4 separate regions of the Sus scrofa genome follow, and all the other regions are linked to region 3. The links are chromatin contacts, called in public HiChIP or PLAC-seq maps. All regions are on one chromosome and are shown on one strand. The core of a region is the stretch at or near the end of the contact, and the rest is flanking DNA. Distances in the headings are between cores, read along the strand shown.

Evidence for each region. HiChIP or PLAC-seq counts read pairs in DNA pulled down with a chosen protein or histone mark.
Region 1: a contact with region 3 is called in an H3K27ac HiChIP or PLAC-seq map of alveolar macrophages. The contact joins two enhancer-like sites. A contact is called at or near these places in 1 of 47 Hi-C or Micro-C datasets (embryonic fibroblasts) and 1 of 2 datasets of contacts at active chromatin or transcription factors (alveolar macrophages).
Region 2: an H3K27ac HiChIP or PLAC-seq map of alveolar macrophages shows a contact between it and region 3. The contact joins two enhancer-like sites. A contact is called at or near these places in 2 of 47 Hi-C or Micro-C datasets (alveolar macrophages and embryonic fibroblasts) and 1 of 2 datasets of contacts at active chromatin or transcription factors (alveolar macrophages).
Region 4: a contact with region 3 is called in an H3K27ac HiChIP or PLAC-seq map of alveolar macrophages. The contact joins two enhancer-like sites. A contact is called at or near these places in 8 of 47 Hi-C or Micro-C datasets (embryonic fibroblasts, epiblast stem cells, fibroblasts and 4 more) and 1 of 2 datasets of contacts at active chromatin or transcription factors (alveolar macrophages).

What each region holds. Positions count from the first base shown.
Region 1 is chrX:40,637,649-40,641,153 of Sscrofa11.1, forward strand. The region is part of intron 3 of LOC102166369 (a long non-coding RNA gene); the gene reads right to left. Among named protein-coding and RNA genes, the nearest start is that of MIR9859, 19 kb to the right of the region's middle. Within about 2 kb of position 1,508, at least 8 of the 83 cell types and tissues checked have an H3K27ac peak or open chromatin away from gene starts, as enhancers often do. A contact at or near this core is called in alveolar macrophages, where this site is marked.
Region 2 is chrX:40,543,700-40,547,039 of Sscrofa11.1, forward strand. No RefSeq gene overlaps it. Among named protein-coding and RNA genes, the nearest start is that of MIR221, 26 kb to the right of the region's middle. Within about 2 kb of position 1,477, at least 3 of the 83 cell types and tissues checked have an H3K27ac peak or open chromatin away from gene starts, as enhancers often do. A contact at or near this core is called in alveolar macrophages, where this site is marked.
Region 3 is chrX:40,404,174-40,407,373 of Sscrofa11.1, forward strand. No RefSeq gene overlaps it. Among named protein-coding and RNA genes, the nearest start is that of MIR221, 170 kb to the right of the region's middle. Within about 2 kb of position 1,763, at least 15 of the 83 cell types and tissues checked have an H3K27ac peak or open chromatin away from gene starts, as enhancers often do. A contact at or near this core is called in alveolar macrophages, where this site is marked.
Region 4 is chrX:40,582,746-40,585,965 of Sscrofa11.1, forward strand. No RefSeq gene overlaps it. Among named protein-coding and RNA genes, the nearest start is that of MIR222, 12 kb to the left of the region's middle. Within about 2 kb of position 1,271, at least 11 of the 83 cell types and tissues checked have an H3K27ac peak or open chromatin away from gene starts, as enhancers often do. A contact at or near this core is called in alveolar macrophages, where this site is marked.

The DNA of each region.
Region 1 (3,505 bases), core at 258-2,757, 230 kb after region 3:
GTTTGATGTCTTTTTCAAGAAAAAAAAATCATAAATGACATCATACATAACCCTCAAGACACAGCTAGATAAACCCACCTTTAATGTATGATTCATGATCTTTGTGTGTGTGTGTGTTTGCCTTTTCTAGGGCCAATCCCTCGGCATACGGAGGTTCCCAGGCCAGGGGTCCAATCGGAGCTGTAGCCTCCGGCCTACACCACAGCCATAGCAATGCAGGATCCGAGCCGCATCTGTGACCTACACCACATCTCATGGCAACACTGGATTCTTAACCCACTGAGCAAGGCCAGGGATCGAACCTGTAACCTCATGGTTCCTAGTCAGGTTTGTTAACCACTGCGCCATGACGGGAACTCCTGATTCATTATCTTATTTCTTTGATCAAATAGTAAGTGTCTACATGCCAGACAATGGGTTAGATGGGAGCTGGTATTACAATATTAACCCACATGGTGCCCTTGTTCTTAGGGAGTTTAATTCTAATGGGACAAGAGACCACTTAATAATCATTATAGTATCATTATTATTTTTGGTTCCCAAGACAGATGCTATGATAGAAAAAGATAGCAAATCCCCTTACCTGGCCTGGGGGTCAAGTACTATTGGGAAAAGGAGCTTCAAGGAAAAGAAGTTAACATTTAAAAATATTTTCAATAAGAATGGAAACAAAACATTTTCTGATTAACACTCAAATCACTGGCAAGTCCACCACAGACTACCCTGTCTCTGCACGTTTTGGTCAGTTGTGGTTTTGCTCTGTCTAGAGCCTATCATCTTTCCTCTTGAAAAAAGACTGCATCTATGTTTATGAAAAGGATGGTTTGTCAGTTCTTACACTTTTATACCAGGATCAGGGAGGGGAAAAAAAACCTGAGAAAATAAATTTAGGAGTTCCCGCTGTGGCGCCATGGGTGAAGAATCCAACAGCAGCAGCTGAGGTCGCTGCAGAGGCGCAGGCTCGATTCCCCGGGCCGGCACAGTGGCTTAAAGGATCCGGCTTGGCCACGGTTGCCATGCAGGTTGCATCTGCAGCTCGGATTTGATCCCTGGCCCAGGAACTTCATATGCCTCAGGTATGGCCAATAAAAAAAAGAAAGAAAGAAATTCAAGCTTTTGCGTTTCTAGTTTACAGACACCACCACCAAATATTCTGAAATCCATGGTTGTTCTTGCTTAATGAACCCTGGACACCTGTGGCATTGCTTCAATGCAAAACCACGAGCAAGCGCATCTGCCCCCCAGGAAACCAGTGGAAAAGGAACCGTATTTGAAAGAAATCCATCTGACTTCCGTAACAGGACCCTTCCATAGAAAGGAGAAACAGAACTGTAGGGGTGACCCGAACTACTTCCAGATTTCCCAGAGGGAATCCTTACGTGTGAGCAGTTTGGCTGCCTTTTGTATTAGAGCAATCTTTAAATAGTTCTCCTTCTACTTATATCCCTTCTAAATTCACTGTTGTTACTCATGATGAGTTCACTGGTATTAGTCAGTCAGTTAGTCACTATATTTTTTAAACCACCAACTCCCCCCCCGCCCGCCGGCCCTTTCTGGTTTTCCTATCCCTTTGGTATTTTGCAACATTTAAAAGATGAGTAACCAGACACGAGAAATGCTGCTGGGCATTTTGTTTTGTGCTCATATGTGCTTTGAACAGTGACCATAGCCCCATTAATAAAAGGTGTGCAGAGTCAGATTTCTTCTCTCAAAAAGGTGACACTGACTTTTAACCCTTAGGATGAAAAATGTATTTTGCATATTATTGTTGAAGAAGAATAATACGGGAGATAGAGTTATGCAGTAATCAAAATACAAGAATCAGTTCTTAAAAATTGATTTCAGGAGTTCCCGTCGTGGCGCAGTGGTTAACGAATCCGACTAGGAACCATGAGGTTGCGGGTTCGGTCCCTGCCCTTGCTCAGTGGGTTAACGATCCGGCGTTGCCGTGAGCTGTGGTGTAGGTTGCAGACGCGGCTCGGATCCCGCGTTGCTGTGGCTCTGGTGTAGGCCGGTGGGTGGCTACAGCTCCGATTCAGCCCCTAGCCTGGGAATCTCCATATGCCGCGGGAGCGGCCCAAGAAATAGCAACAACAACAACAACAACAGACAAAAAAAAAAAAAAAATTGATTTCAAAATAGCTCACACAAATTCTTTATGAATTCACACAGTAAACTAGCAAATGGACACCATTCTTTCTTTTGACAAAAAGATCCGGGTCTAGAACGATTTCTGGTAACCACAGGTGGGGAATGGAGAATAAATCAGGAACCTGATGGGAATTCCTATTGTGGCACAGTGGCAACAAATCCGACTAGGAACCATGAGGTTGTGGGTTTGATCCTCGGCCTCGCCCAGTGGGTTAAGGATCCAGCATTGCCGTGAGCTGTGGTGTCGGTCGCAGACGTGGCTCAGATCCTGCATTGCTGTGGCTGTGGTGTAGGCCGGCACTTGTAGCTCCGATTCGATTCCCTAGCCTGGGAACTTACATATGCTGCGAGTGTGGCCCTCAAAAGCCAAAAAAAAAAAAAAAAAAAACCCAATAAAATAAAATAAAATGTATCTGTCAATTAAGGCCTGATACAATCATTTCAACTTATCTTTTCAGCCTTATCTGCTAAGACCTCCCAAATCTGCCATCAATTCAAGCTGCACCGAGTGAAAAAGCATCTCTGCCTTGAGCAATGCAGAGCCCTTGAAAGTTCGCGCTGCCTCCTCTCTCTGTCCACACTCAACCACCTCAAAGCAGAGGCTCCCCCCAGAGACCTTCTCCAACCACAGGAGCTCCTTGAACTTGTGCTACACACTCACTATCCTGATCCTTCCTGACCTATCATGCACCCACATCTTTTCTTCCCAAGTCAACAGCATGCTCCTTCTAGAGAATCTATCCTCATGGCTCTCGCGCTCTAATCCACGGCCCCCCGCCTTTGGACACAGACGCGAAATATTCGCCAGAACCAAATCGCCTCCATTTCCCCCTTTTCAGGGCAGGACATCACACAGACCCCAGAGCAAAGGCTGGTCCCACCTGAGTGTGGGGTTTCCTGGCCATCCTTTGAGCAGCTTGGCGCAGCCATGATACACAAGCAAGTAAAACAAACGGCACAGGTAAGGATTCCGCCAGTAATACACAGAAATCAACATCTGCATCTCCCCATTTTCCCAATAAGCATGACAAATGCTCATAATATTAAAGTAACCTGTCCTTTCATAGGGACTTTTCATTCCACACGGGCGTGTGCCATCCTGGATCGCCATGGAATGGTCTATTTGGCCTTTAGAGAATAGCTGTACTGAATTGAGGAAGGGTTTCTGTTGGTTCTGAAATATTGTGACGAGGCTGTTTCTCAGTGAATTTCATCAGGAAAGCCAAGAGTGGAAGAACGTGGTTGCCAAGATACAAATGGCAAAAGCTAGGGCTTTCTAGCTAGCCCTTCACTTTGGGGGAACCTAAAAAAACTAACCAACCAACCAACCAACCAACAAAAAACTTCACCAATC
Region 2 (3,340 bases), core at 227-2,726, 140 kb after region 3:
CTTTACCAACCAATGGCTCAGATAATAACTAGGGAACAAGCTTGGTTAATGAATTCACAACCTGGTGGTCGCACCTATTTTTCTTCCGTGAATTCCAAGAAGGAGGAGGCTGGGACGTGACTGGTGGTAGAAGGTCAGAGATCAGTAGCAGTTTGGGATAAGGGTGGTGGTCTTTTGAGTGTGAACTCCTTGTCTCTAACCTTTGCTATCACATCCTTAAGATGACTCACCATTACCCAGAGTTTATTTTGGATACAAAGGGCTCAAGGCTTTTGCTCCACTGAGCAATCTGGGCATGTCCATCAGGTTCATTGTGGAAGACTTGCACTGGACATTTATAGGTGTGGCCTATAGCTGCTATTCACTGTCTTTTTTTTTCTTTATTAGAGTAGAGTTGATTTACAGCGTTGTATCAATTTCTGCTACACAGCACAGTGACCCAGTCATATATATACACACATTCTTTTTCTCATACTATCTTTCATCGTGTTTTAGCACTTTTCTTCCCAGCAGTTGGAAAGCCCTGGGTTCTAAGGACAGGCCCCACTTACCAAGAATTTCTAAGTTCTCTGAAGCTCAACGTCTACCTTTTCAAATACCTTCCAATCATTCTGGAATAAGTGGCACCATTATCTCCTCTCAGGAATATGTTTGCAAGTATAGAGGTTCCTGAAGAGAGTTTATTACTGCATTTTTAAATGTCCACTGACAATCATATGAAAAAGAAAAATTTTAAGGTGTGGGATTGCAAATCCTGGCCACTTTGTCATCTATGGTGCATTGAAGAATCATTCATTCTAGGTGGCACTTGAAAAACAGGAAGGTTCTTGATGTTGCTACGTCCCTGAAAGACACACACACACACACACACACACACACACACACACACACACACACACACACATCTTGTCTCAGTCTGAAAACTGAGTATCATGCTTGACTTTTGATGTTTGACTATTTGATGTTTGACGTTTAATGTTTTGACTTCGGATGTCTGACCTTGGGATAAAGGCATGGGACCCTGTCATGTTCGGGGGTATTGGATTAGGATCCAAGAAATGTGAGTTCTTCATTCTCTCTGCTCAGATCTTGTCGCCTTGGAGAAGAGAGTTTCCTTCTCATGATTCTCGACATTGCTCACCTTGGACCAGGAGAGTTAGGGAAGGAAAGAACTTGGTAAGAACTTCAGACTACCTGGCACCAACAAAGGTGTCCACCATTACTGCTCCAACAAAGAGTTCTCATGAAGACACACGTTGTCAGCAACATTACTGACATCTCAGGAGCCTGAGAAATGCCAGCGGGTTTCTACTGTCTGAGGCAGAGCTTCCTCTGAGGAAGTCCTCCTGAAGGGGCAAGTGTTTGCTTTTCCATTGCTTGAAGGTCAAACCAAATCACGTCTTCCTCAAATAGATCTCACTTTCACAGGCTCATAAAATGGCCAAGTCAGAATGTCTTGGTTGATGAAGTCAGTTGAGGGTGTGAGGCTGACTCAGGCTGACCCAAGTTCCTCTGTTTATTCAGTACCAGGAATATTTAAATCAGAACTGACCTTAAAATAGCAACTCTGAAAAAGGGCTCAGCACTGACTCCTAAGGATTTCTTATGTCTGCTTTCTTGCTTTTCTCTTCCAATGGTCACTGCTTAGAAAGTCTATTACCATGTATATCTCTTGTCTGACATTTTCATTTTCACTAAAGAATACTGCTATGCCACAGACACTTCTAGAATTCACCAGGGCTGATTAGAATACCTGAAATCCCTTTGCTCACTGGGAGACTATTATGGCAGAATTTTATCTCTTACACTGGGATACTTAGAAATTGGCATGCATGAATATCTTTGTTTGAAAGATATTTAAAGTACAACATGCTTCATTAAAGTTTTTCAGGAAATAAGAATACCATATTAATTTCCTTCTCATTTTTTGATGTGCTATGATCAAACCAGTCTTGATCCTTCTAAACCGCAACTATTGACTCTCGGACTTCTCTCTTGGGGTCTAATTGGCCACCAAAACTCTCCACCTAAACGGCTCATACAAATTCCAAATTCCAAACTCAGTGGGACTAAGAGATAATTTAAACCTATTCTGTCTTCTGTCTCCATCTTAGTTAATGATACGACATTTGCCAATTCTCTCAAATTGGAAAACCCAGAGGCACTTATCCTCAGGTCTCCGGCTCATTCATCCTTGGTGTGCAATTAGTCACGGCACACTGCAGATTCTCTTGCAGAAATGTCTTTCCCATCAGTCCACAGAGCCTTTCTTGGATGGCTTCAGCAGCCTCCTGCAGAACCCTCTTCCTACCGTCCTCTCCTAGAGAGTCCAGGACCCACAAACGACCATGCCCCTTCCTTGCTCTGAAACTTCAGGTTATTGGAAGATCCAAATCCAGACTCCTTGGCTTGGCACTCACAGTTCTTCTCAGCCTGGCCCCAGCCACTCCTGCAGCCAAATCTCCTACCAAGTCACACACCTCTCCAGCCCCTAGGCTCCAGCAGTTTTTCACCACTCTAGAAGACGGACTCACTTTTTTGCCACACTTACCTTGGCCTGGTTCATTCCCTGTCTCTCAAATGCCTCCTCCCTCCCATCTTGGCCTGGCAAAGGCTACTCATTCTTCTATACCCCTTTCAAATATATCCTTCTAAGGAGAGGCTTTCCTTGATCTGTTCTTCAGCCCCACCTCAAGTTTGTTTATTCATTTATTTTGTTTTTTGGTTTTTGGTTTTTGGTTTTTTTTGCCTCTTTAGGGCCACACCTGCTGCATATGGAGGTTCCCAGGCTACAGGTCCAATGCGAGCTACAGCTGCCAGTCTACACCACAGCCACAGCAACGCAGAATCCGAGCCTCATCTGCGATCTACACCACGGCTCACCGCAACGCAGGATCCTTAACCCACTGAGAGAGGCCGGGGATCAAACCTGCATCCTCATGGATGCTAGTTGGGTCCGCTAACTGCTGAGCCATGATGGGAACTCCTGCCTCAGTGTTTTCTTCACACCTGTATGACGATGGGACTCTCCCTCACCATATATGAGCACCTTACAAGAGGTTCCTTGCCTTAGAATTCATTTGATGCCTGGCACTCAGTGGCATCTGATAAGCGGTTATCAGTTGGAGAGATGGATGGGTTGGGTGGTAAAGTTTAAATTGAGGAGAGTGGGCAGACATTGGAGAGAAGGTAGTGTATGAACAGGGAGAAGAGGGCAAAGAAATTGGCAATCATGTCTTCTAGTGACTTACTTCTACATTTTATTCAATTCATCCATTTTCCTTCAAATGCAGTTATAATGAATATCAATCTTCTTAATAGTCCCATGCCCTTGTATTTA
Region 3 (3,200 bases), core at 513-3,012:
TCAGCCCCACTGCAAGGAGCTCTGGAAAGTTAATTATATTCAAGAGCTGATGGGACTTGAAGGGAGGTGGGCTTTGCTGTTTCAACCAGTCATTGGCCAAGGGCCTTAGGGCAAAGGCCTCCCAGGCACTTCTGGGTCTCTGCGTCTGTGGGGTGACTTGGTTTCGGGTTTGCTAATGGGCTGCTAGAAGTCAAGTTCTAGCTGGGTGAGGAGTTCAAAGGAAAGACAGAAGGCGTAAGAACAGTGGCAGGATCTGCTACAGTGGGAAGATATTTGATTGACCAGGGAGTCATCAGGGGTTAAATAAAAGATGGGATCTGCTCTCAACCAGGAACAGAATACCAGCTCATTCACCCGGACCTCCAGGGAGCACAGGATCGTCCACTCTCTGCAAGTGATCCGATACTGACAGCCAGGACTAGCCGAGGAACGTTTAGAGGAAGTGGTCTATGGGAAAAGCCATTCTTCTCCAGTAGGGATTTTGTCCTCTGTCCTCGTACACGACAGAGAACAGAAATACGGACTTGGTTATATTAGTTTAGATCCTCTTAGAACCACCTTCCCCGTGTAGTCCGTCACTGCTTTGAAAGCCCACTGACCAACGACCTCCAGGAACACACTAGCCATCATTGAGCTCCTTGCAGCAAATGAGAACGTGTACCAGGGACGCCCAGAATGCCTTGGAAAGGGGGAGCAGTCAGGGACCCTCTGGCTGGACTTGAGTTTACTCCAAGAGAAATTGGGGAAGCAGCGCTCATTCTCAAGAGCAGGGGCCATTCAATGTTTTGGCATCTCCACAGATTTCACATAGGACAAACAAGGCTGGGATTGTCACTGGTAAAGGAATGGCAGTCACTTGTTTTAATCAGAGGAGGAGGATGTTTCATCATTCGTGTGTGTGTGTGTGTGTGCGCGCGTGTGTGATTACTGAGTGGCTTTATTTTTATCGTGTTCCCAATATGATCTTGGAGTGACCTTGTCGCAGCACTGTTATACTAATTGAGACCTGGCTGCCAGCAGGACCGTTTCTCACTTTCTCTGCTTGTCAGCAGGCTGTATTTCATTTTCTCGATGGCACACCCTTTCTTTCTCACAAAAGTGAAAAGAAACAGCCCTACCAAGTCTGGTCCTGCAGCAGCCAGACAAATTCTAAGGAGCATCCTCAACCCTTATACCACCTGGGGTAGGTCACTGAACCCCCCTGGGAATTTCCTTCAGAATTAACACCAAGAAAAATGATTCCACTTGAGAAATGTCAGTCTTTCTTCATCATCATAGTAAGGTCTAGGCAATCCATCCTGCTTTTTTTTTTTTTTTTTTTCCCCTTCTGGCTTTTAGGATGCTCAGAGCCAAATAGGAAACTCCTTCAGACCCTGACCTTTGTTTTGAGCATATTTGCATTCCCTTGTCTCTGTAATCTGAAATTTCTATTTTACTATGTTTTTCCTGTTCTTGTAGGCTTCTTCAGATAAAGGTGGGGAAGAAATGAATAAGCTTCCCTCTGAACCATGTTGCACAGCTTGAAGCCAACCCAAAATTAGATCTTGCTTTGGTTCCCAGTTCTTTTATGGATGTAATCCGTCTCTTATCATTTAAGGGGAGAGCATCTATCTTTTCCTTCTTCCATTTCTTTCCTTCCCATAATACAGTATACTGAAATGTGAAATAAATAGATGTTATCTGGAAACCCTTTGTCTTTGCTGGGATTCCTGCCTGCAGACAGCAGAGGTCGCCATGGAGCTGTGCATGACGGAGCGCGCAGCCCTGTAAACCTATAGCCCAGTGGGTCTGAATTGACACGAGGCTTAACCATTCGATTCAGACGTGGATTCTTTTTGTTCCGGTCATTCAACAGACAGCACTTTGCCGTGGTTTCCTTCAGTGTCATTTTGGTAATATAATTGTTTAGAGGAGAAAAGGTGGCTTCTGTATACCAAAAAAATAAAAATAAAAAAATAAAAAAAAAGTCCATTTAAAGCACTAAGGAACTCTGAAAAAAAAATGGTTACAAAATGTGTTTACTTAAATATTGTGAAATGAGGATGGAAATTCGCAGCACAGGGTATTTGTCATCTGCTCATGACTAGCAGATGGCCGCCTCCTCCTCCTCCTCCTCCTTTGCGATCCGCATGACTCACATCTTACAGGGTGTGCAAATTGAAATTTCGAAACTCTCCAGAGTCGAGGTGGCAGTGCCATAACTCGATGCGGGAGAAGTGTGCCAGCCAGCTGACTTTGCCAGCCAGCCTGCTGCCAAAGACTTCACAAAATGTCTCTCTCATTGGAAAGAAAAGCCTTCGGATGTCTCCCTGCACGTGTTTGATGCATTTCTGAAAGCGTACAAGGTATGCTGCAGGCTGCGGGGGAGCACGTTGTGTGTGAAAGGGAGCAGGTAGTCCTGCCAGCCCAGAGCTGGGTAGTCATCTGCTCCTACTGCAGTGACTCATGCAAGAGGGACTCACCTGTTTTTTGGCTTGTCCGCCCTAGAGTGGTGGCAAGTCTGCCTCCAGCCCCCCGACAGAACAAAGCCTGAGCTATTACCGCAGGCTCCAATAAATGGGTGATTAAATAGTGTCTAGAGAGATACGAGTCTTCTAAGTTCAACGTTTTTCTTTTTGTCTTGTGTCATTAAGAGGGGCTCGGATCTGCTCTGCTTAACCAAAAAAAAAAAAAAAAGAGGCTGTATTTTAAGCAATCACATTTGCTGAAAATAGAGTCCTGCCAGCCAGTGGACTAACACCTACATTGACTTTAGCTGCAGGTCCCACTTTCCTTCCTGCAGTCGTGAGTTTCCAAAGATACCTCCCCGCCCTCCCGCAAATGAACTGCACCTCCCGGCATTCACATCGTTGTGTGGTCCCTTCTGAAGTCAAAAGAAGCCTTGCAGCTTCTCCTTGAGTCTCTTGGAACATTCACTCTGGGAGAAGACAGCTGCCATGTAAGAAGTGTGACTACTTGAGTCTGCTATGCTTTCAGGAAGCTCTAGCTGTCACCTGAAGAGGCTGGATGGAGAGAGAAATGCCTGGTCAGCCCCAGGCTGCTTCAGGCATCCCTGCTGACTGGCCAGATGCGTGACCAAAGAAGCCATCGTGGACATTCAGCTGAGGAGAGCCTTCAGATGGCTCCATCTGTCTGACTACCACCCCCTGAGAGAACCCAACATCACCTCCCTGAGCTTGGTCAACCTGTGGGACCATGAG
Region 4 (3,220 bases), core at 21-2,520, 180 kb after region 3:
GAGATTTATTTGCATTTTCTAGAATTTTCTATAAATGGAACCATACAGTATGCACTTTGGGGGGGGGGGGTCCTGGCTTTTTTTTTCACTTCACGCGGGGCCATCTGTGTTGTTGGCTATATCAATAACTCACTCCTTGTCATTATTGAGTATAATCCATCCTATGGATACACCACAATCTGTTGATCCATTCACCTGAGGTGGACATTGGGGTTGCTTCCAATTTTTAGCTATTACTTCTAAAGCTGCTGTAAACATTGATGTACAAGGCTTCATACGCACATGTGCTTTCTTTTTCTAGGCGTGGATCTGGATCAAAGGGCAGGTGTGAGTTTAACACTTTCAGAAACTGCCAAACTATCTTCCAAGATGTTGGTACCAGTTGACATTTCTATCTACCTGTATCATGAGGGTTCTAGATCCTCTGAAAACTTACCCAAGACTCGGTATGGTCAGGCTTGTTCATTGCAGCCATTCAAATAGGTGCGTAGTGGTAGCTCACTGTCCTTTGGATTTGCATTTTCCTACTGGCTAATGACACGGAACATCTTTTCCAGGGCATATTTGTCATTTGGGTACCTGCTTTAGTGAAGTGTTTGTTCAAACCATTTGCCCATTTTTTCCCATGTTGTTTTCTTTCTTATTATTGAAAACTCCATCCACTGTATTGGGTGGTGCAAGACTGGCAACTAAGCACTCAGTCAACATTTTGCTTCATTCACAGCTACCCCAGAGGATAAAAACTTCACGATGGTTATTTCCTGAAGCCTAGGCTGAATGGAACTATTCTCTCGATGTTACGTCAAACTTGAAATTCTCTGAAAGCTTGAAAAGAACTGAATTTTCTTTATCAGTATCGCTGCTAATTCTACATAGGTTCAGAACTTTGCTAGTAAACAATTATAGTTCCATGAACTCTGCTAGAATCTAAAACACCTTAGTTCTTCCTCCAGGCATTAGCTGAAACTCTCCAGGTTTCTGTCTCTAACCCACATTTCACACTTTGTACTAATTGTGTTTGAATCCTGTAAGATTCCAGCCCACAAAAGTCAGTTTTATGTGTGTCCAACTAGCGCACACGTTCAAAAAATAGGGACAAAGGCCAGAACCTCTATCACGCTGTTTGTGCCAACAGAGACAGCTCACATGTGATTTGCAAGCGCAAAGGAGAATTTTCCTTTCAGATGTGAGGGCAGGTACAGGGCCATCGGTTCGCAGCTCGATTGTTACAGTTGATGTGGGTTTCCTTTTAGATGCCTGGAAAATGACTCTGCTGACCACATCCACATTCTGAAATACTTTTTGAGAACTTGTAACCAAACTGCAGGAACTGACTCATTTTGCAGTGCCCAGTCTACCAGAATAGACTCCAGTCAAAAGCAGAAATATCAAGGGCTCAGAACACAGGCACCAAATTGTCCATGGTCGTGGGGGAAGAAAGGGGAAAATCCCAGGTCATCGGGGGCGGGGGCAAAAAAAACCGGGTCAAGCCCCCGGGGAGACCATCAGACAAGACCAGCCTCAGAGGAAGGGCCAAACAGACACATGACTTCATGGGCAATATATGTGTCTCCTTGAAAGGTGGAAAGTCAGAGGCTGGTGGAAGATGGACCTTACTGGCTAGCTCTCTGTATTGCACCTAGAAAGTCGGGGTGGTCAAGAGAGATGTATGTGGGAGGAGCTGGGGGCAGAGGGTGGCTTGAATGTCCATTCCTGAATTCCTTGCTCAGGCAAGTCAGGAGCCCAGCCCTGTCTCCCAGGAGATACGCAAGAACGGACACCCTATGTGGGATGCCAGGAAGAAGTCAGGCAAGGGCGGCTCCCCCACATCCTTCATTTTCCAGGCCTACATCTTTCTCGCGGGGCACCCGACAAGGTTGTGTATCCAAGGGGGTCAGCTTCCTCTCGGTGTACACACACTCTCTCCCTCTCTCTAGGGACAGGGTTCCTACCTTGGGGGGCTGGAGACAGGATGGAAAGGAGCAGACTGGGGCTGTCCTCTGCAAATCACTTTTACATTCCCAGATTTACGGATGTCTCCTCCTCCCCTCCAAGCAAAACTGTCATTCTCTCAAGTCAGTTTCAGCCAGAGGCGGTAAGGAAATCCGGTCCAGTTGAACTCAACTATAAATGACAAAAACCCATAACTCTTTTCTGCAGGTGGGTCCCGGGCTAAAAGAAGATGAATGTTAACCCCCATGCATAACTAACGAGTCAGGCTAGGTCCGGCTAGGGGCTACAAATTAGATGTGGAGTCTCCGGTGGTGGAAAGCAATGGAAACCTGGACAACACCTACCAATAGTTCTCAAGTCCCTGTAAGTGATCAGGACTGGCTACGTGGGCCGAGGTTGACAAAACGATCTGCGTCTCACTGATGTCGCATCTCACTGATGCCGTGTCTCTTCACATGGAAATTCCCAGTTAACAGAAACTGTAGCTACCTTACACAAAAAGCAGGACTTTTCCCATCAGAGCATGATGACAAGGGGCTGCAATGCATTGACAGCAATCAACTCTACCTTCAAGAAACTGCAAAGGGGTTTTGAACACAAATTTCAAGAAAGGAGGTGCATCCCGTTCTTCCCAATTGGTCAACTGCTTTTCTTTTCCTAAGCTCCTTTTCTGCCTCCCGTTGTAAAAGGAGCACTGTATAACACGACGTTTTAACCTGTATCAAATGGTAAAATTGTTGGTGCTGAATCAGAGGAGGGAACCTATCCATGGATTGGACCTAACACGAGGGGTTACAGGAAAACATTCTTAACCCAGCATGCCTTCAAAACCACGCAGTTTGAAAGTCTCGACTGTTTCTCACCGAGTGGAAAATCAGCAAAGACATGCCCCATGGAAAGTGCGCTTGGGGCAAGGATAAATGGAATCACAGCATCCCACTGCTGGAAAACTAAGGACCCCCATCCCTCTAAGGAAGAGATGTGACAGCAAAAAAAAAAAAAAAAAAAAAAAAAAATCACCCCCTTTTTGCTCTTTCACTGATAAGGAGTTGATAGCAACTTTCTCTTTCTTGACCAAGGTTTCCAGATCATAATAACTGACATGATCAAAACAGCGGTTTCCCAAAAGAGAGCCTTACCCAACTTGCACACACCCTGTTATGAGGCCCAATGGCCCGGGCTCTCCAGGATCCCCTACAGACATCACCTGCCTCTAAAGAACACCATCCCACTTCAGTTATGGTCTGCTACCTTCCAGCAGCTTCTT